2 separate regions of the Bicyclus anynana genome follow, and region 1 is linked to region 2. A link is a contact called in public Hi-C data. All regions are on one chromosome and are shown on one strand. Each heading gives the region's core, a stretch centred on a gene start, on an enhancer-like site or on the middle of the called end of the contact. The rest is flanking DNA. Distances are from core to core; before and after follow the strand shown.

Region 1 (3,018 bases), core at 1-2,500, 93 kb before region 2:
ATATTTCACATTATCTAACCAGAAGTTATCTTTAATCCAACAAAAAGAGTTTCTTTCACGATGTCGTTTTTTTCAAGTTTCTGAATTGACGTGAACTGAAGAGAAGAAAATGGACGTAAGAATGAGTGTTGCCATTGCCAATATGTAAAATTGAAATACTTTATAGTCCGTGCGAGTTAGCTTGAGACCTATCATGAATGACATTTGCTTAAGGTACTTAGTGGAAAAGAGTTGTGATTTATTTATGCTTTGCGACCGAAGTATCGGTTTCAAGTTTCGACCAAGGTATGAACCAAATTGATTGATTTTTTCCAGTGTTTCAAAATATCATTATATCGAAAAAATCAACTGCAAAGGAAGCGAGGAGGATTGACAATCTTAACTTCATACTCTCGATCAAGATTTCCTATGTGTATTTTCCGCCATCTCAAAAAAAGATTTTCTCAACAAATAAATGTTACTTAAGTATGTAAGTGTAATTAAATAATGTCACAGCTTACATACTTATGTCACGTGTTTAGGTATTTTCGCGCAAATTTCAAATTAATGGATAAAAATCATTTACTAATAACATCTTTTTGAAAAACGATTAAAGTAAGTGGTATAAAATAAAGCTTACCTAAATAATAATAATATTTCAAAGATATGATTTACAACAATTGAATAGTATCTTTCAAAATAATATTTAGAGAATCTGGTCAATTTAATGCAAATAGCATTAGCACATAAAACATTTAGTTAATAAAAATAATGTATTTATTGATAAATAGTGTATTTTACTCGACAAAAATAACAACTCATTTATTGTAATTAAATTAATATTGATTCACCATGATCAATCATTGAAATTAAGTATTAATATCTATCTATAGAATATAAGTATTAATAAAAGCAAGTTTATTTAAAAAAATATGTACTTTATTTATTTAAATGTAAAATATCCGGGTCATTTGTACCTTACTATAATTTTAAATATTTTTAGGGGTGGCAATACTTTTTCATTCTCTTCTGCTCATTCATTTGTCTTTGATTATTGTGATAGGAGCGTAGATTGGAACTTTGACAGCAACTATCTTGCGACCATAGACTGTCTTTGTCCATTCGCTATTACAGCGAGGTTTGAAGCCTGATTGGTCAATACTTGTACTCTATTGGTTGCAATACACCCAAACAATGCTGATACTCCAATAAATTCAATGTGGATGTAATCATTCACGCTTACTGGTTTGTTTTGTTTTTATTTCATTCTTAGACAAAGAGAATGCAAACAGCTCGGCTGGCGCTACGAACGAATGAATAATACATTCTTGTATTCACTCATTCTATTTTTTTATCACAGTTTTTCAAATGGTTTCGAGAGCGTCTGAGAACGAGACGTGTGTCGCGGTTTTTCGTTTCGTGACTACTGTGCGTTCGCAGTTCATATAACCAACTGATAAAAGATTAATAGCGTTTCGTTTGTTTGATTCACCAATAGTGTTTTATAAATTCTAAATTGGAATTGAAAAGAGTAAAAGATCAGTGAATGAGACAATAAACGTACGGTTATGTTGTGTTTTCGTTTGGTATCGATGCAAGATTATTTTATGTCTGAAGAGGCATTTTAACAGCTGTTCGAGCATAGTATGCTTCATATTGTAAGTACATTGATTATACTAAAATAATTTACGAGCATTTATTTATATCTTACACAGTTATTTATTATTATATCTATTTATAATTCATGGTAAACACCTACATATGGCGGGTAGTTCAAAAATAGACTATTCTAAATTCAAATAGGTAAAGGTGCTTATCATTTTGTTATAGCCGTGGTACAAATAAAAATAGTCTAGGAAATTAGACCTATGCGTAGAAAAACATTGAAATTGAAATTAAGAGCACTTACTCTTAATTTATAAGGTAAGGTTTAATAAAGTATATTTATAAGGTATTATAATTATACTTTATTGTAGGTATTATACCTATTAAACATTGAAATTGGAATTAAGAGTAAGTGTAGGTATTATAATATTTTGGCTTTTTAATTTTATTTTCGATTTTTGTTTTTATGTTTTTCTTAATATGCCTGATATAAGAATGCCTGAATAAATGAATTTTATTTAATTTTTTTATTTTATATAATATATAAGAATTTGGTTTCCATTATGCCTACCAACTTATTTGATACAAGTTTCCCAACAATAAAAAAGTAAAAAAAAAATGTTTGAGAGTTTAATTTTTTTACTATAGGTACTTTGTAAACTACCTGAAACTGAAAAAAGGTAAACTATTAATTAAAATCAAACTAGAAACCATTAAGTAAGTTTAAATACCGGTTTTTAAAAAGATCTAATCTACATAATATAGGTACTAATATTATCAATGACATAGGTATTATGATTATGAGATATTATGCATTGAACTGGCTCCGAAACTACTGAAACGATTTGAAAAATTCTCAGGCTGATCCTTTGCGCAAAAAATGAGCTAGCCCTTCTGTCCAAACAATAATCCAAACCATAGTCGTAACTGTATTTTGAAAATTTGACTATTTCCCTATATCTCTAAGCTTTCTGCAGATTTGATGCCACGGACTGTCGGCACACTTGATAGTATGTAAAATGGTCTAGCGTCTAGTCATCATTAGCAATTTTTTTTTGCTAATGATGACCCATTTTCGGCTCACTATTGAGCACGAATCTCCTCTCAGAATGAGGGGTTAGGGCAATAGTCTACCACGCTTGCCTAATGCAGATTGGCAGATTTCACACACGCGGAGAATGAAGAAAATTCTCAGGTATATGTTTCCTCACGATGTGTTTCCTTCTTTGAGGCACGTGATATTTAATTTCATAAGTACGTAACTGAAGAGTTGGAGGTGCATGCCCGGACCGAATCGAAGCTACGCCCTCTGAATCTAAGGCACAGGTCGTAACCACTGGGCTATCACGGCTCTTTGTCTATAGTAGTTTGTAGTAATATACTCGTATTCGTATGTAAGTGGTTGCGCGTGATTCACAAAGATGGCCGCTAAAA
Region 2 (2,803 bases), core at 184-2,683:
CTGTTTCTAATTAATAGAGTACAACTTAACAGCCACAATGTCCTTTTTTTTCGTAGGGGGGGAAAAGCCACAATGACGGCCTCCGTGGCGCAGTGGTATGCGCGTTGGATTTACAAAACGGAGGTCCTGGGTTCGATCCCCGGCTGGGCAGATTGAGATTTCCTTAATTAGTTCAGGTTTGGCTGGTGGGAGGCTTCGGCCGTGGCTAGTTACCACCCTACCAGCAAAGACGTACCACCAAGCGATTTAGCGTTCCGGTACGATGCCGTGTAGAAACCGAAAGGGGTGTGGATTTTCATCCACCTCCTAACAAGTTAGCCCGCTTCCATCTTATACTGCATCATCACTTACCATTAGGTGAGATAGTAGTCAAGGGCTAACTTGTAAAGAATGAAAAAAAAAATGTCCTACAAATTGCGTGGTACATTGTCTCGGTCCGAGGTATAATGTGGATAAGCCATTCAGAAAATTTTATAAAAATTTGAACGTTTTATTTATAATTTAAAAGAAATAGAAATAGACTTGATGAGTGATGACACGATTTAATCGTTTCCTTTGGGGGACTTTTAATTACTAATGTTTGAAACATGTCATAAACCAGTCCACATACAAAGTAGGTATATTCCGGACTATGGGAGTCGTAAATAAGGAAAATTATTGTTATTAATTATTATCTTCATGACCCAATAATAAACTAAGAGTTCTAGATCAGAACTTCCTAGAAGAACAGGTTGTCGAGTGTGATATTATATTATGTATAAGTTCTAAATTGTTTACGAACGAACGGTTCACCAATTAATGGTCCAAAATTGTATGGATTCCAGGATCAATCATTGTACTCTAGCGGAAATAAAATTAATTTTTTAACTATTTTTGAATATAGAAATCTACGAATTTACTTTAATTTTTTCGAAATAATATTCATTATCTCCCAAGAAATGCAACACTACTATGGGTAATAATGGCGGATTGATGACGTTTTCAACGCAGTAATCGATTTGACGTTTGCTGTCAATTGTCATGTCATAGTTGCTATATTGACGCCATCTTGATAAAACTCAAAAACTTGGGTTTTAATTTTTTTTTTTTTATTTAGTTAGATTTATTCACTTTAATAAATTTTGACCTGAATTGGACCATCTCCTTTGTTAGGTGTGATTAGTTCAGAATTCAAATTAAAGCTGTTGATGGATTGGTTCTGAATTCAAATAAAAGTTGTTCCAGTTCTAAATTCAAATTCAAGTTGTAATTCATGATAGATTCGTTCTGAATTTAAATTACGGGTATTGTGTGATGTTCTAAATTCAAATTTGTTCTTCCCCAGTCCGGCAAGTACGGCGAGGGTTTCATCGGCTCGTCCCGCGGTGTGGCCGTGCACGTGCGAGCCAAGGGTGCAGATGGCGCGCGCGACCACACTGGGTGCACGTGGCCGTTGCTGTCGGCCGCTGCACCCAGTGAGCCGTTGCCGAGAGAACCCTGGATCGCGGTCATTCGTCGGGGCAGCTGCAACTTTGAGATTAAGGTATCTATACTAATATTATAAAGCTGAAAAGTTTGTTTGTTTGATTGAACGCGCTAATCTCAGGAACTACTGGTCCGATTTGAAAAATTCTTTCAGTGTTAAATAGCCCATTTTTCGAGGAAGGCTATATATTATCCCCGTTTTCCTACAGGAACGGGAACCACGCGGTTAAAACCGCGCGGCGTCAGCTAGTTGTTACTAAAAATGCTAACGACCTCCGTGGCGCAGTGGTATGCGCGGTGGATTTACAAAACCGAGGTCCTGGGTTCGATCCCCGTTGGGCCGATTGAGATGTTTTAATTGGCTCAGGACTGGCTGATGGGAGGCTTCAGCCGTGGCTAGTTACCACCCTACCGGCAAAGACGTACCGCCGCCGTACGTACCTCTACTTATTTTTTGAAATATAAAAAAAGAAAAATAAAAATACTATGGAACTCCAACGTTGTCATTGCAATGGTAACAGGCGCTTAATAACGCGCAGTCTAGATACCCTGCGTTATCATTGTGGTCATAATCCAGCTCTCCAATATTTCCCAATATCAGCTGATATTGGGAAATTTTATTATCAACAGCATAATGATAACGCGACGCTAAATATAATCAAGTAATTATCGTTATTTGAGAGAATGATAGTACTTAATATTGGTACAATCATAATAAAATCATGATAACTGATGTCTACGACTTATTTAGCGTTTTTTTTTGTAGAACTTTTGAAGGAGAACAATTCTGTCATACATATTTTTTGCGTAATTTTAACCGTTTTAGTAACGCAATCTACGAAAACTGAAAAGGAATATTTTTCTGTTTTTGCCACATATTTATTTGATGTTTTACTCCTATTGCATAGCTTATCGTGATGCTATGTCTATAAACGATTATCTAACATAAAAATAATTTTTCAGTTCAAATAATTATTCCCAAGAATAACGCGTCCAAACAAACAAACTCTTCAGCTTTTTATTTTTGCCTGAAATGTGCGTTTTATGCGAAATTAAAATGGCAATGGATAGGCGCATCGTTCGAAAAACGTGCACTTTAGGGTCCGAATGTGCTGGAATAGAGACCCCGCACCGGAAAGCGCAGTGTCGATCGACCCCCCACTTCGACATAGACCGGGTAGTAGGGAGCCGCTAGATGCTGCGAGACCTTGATTTTTGGAAGTCCATACAAGAGGCCTGTATAATGATGAAGTAAATAAGATGCTTTCAACGTATCGCTGCTTAGCAAAGAGTTAAAAGATTATAACCCTTATCCCCTTTGATTGAAGGTTCAGAATGC

Evidence for each region. Hi-C and Micro-C count contacts between places; a contact is called where the count stands out from the background.
Region 1: a contact with region 2 is called in a Hi-C map of whole body, with 2.6 times the contacts expected there. The contact joins the promoter of LOC112053181 here to the enhancer-like site in region 2. A contact is called at or near these places in 2 of 2 Hi-C or Micro-C datasets (whole body and whole larva).

What each region holds. Positions count from the first base shown.
Region 1 is chr23:9,889,781-9,892,798 of ilBicAnyn1.1, reverse strand. LOC112053181 (E3 ubiquitin-protein ligase goliath) reads left to right here and starts at 1,250. Exons shown (of 12, transcript XM_052888644.1): 1 at 1,250-1,637. It overlaps LOC112050967 (protein mini spindles), which reads right to left and starts at 118. Exons shown (of 37, transcript XM_052888643.1): 1 at 1-118.
Region 2 is chr23:9,797,466-9,800,268 of ilBicAnyn1.1, reverse strand. LOC112053181 (E3 ubiquitin-protein ligase goliath) reads left to right here. Exons shown (of 12, transcript XM_052888644.1): 3 at 1,325-1,522; 4 at 2,793-2,803. Among protein-coding and RNA genes, the nearest start is that of LOC112053184, 59 kb to the right of the region's middle. Within about 2 kb of position 1,433, at least 6 of the 8 cell types and tissues checked have open chromatin away from gene starts, as enhancers often do.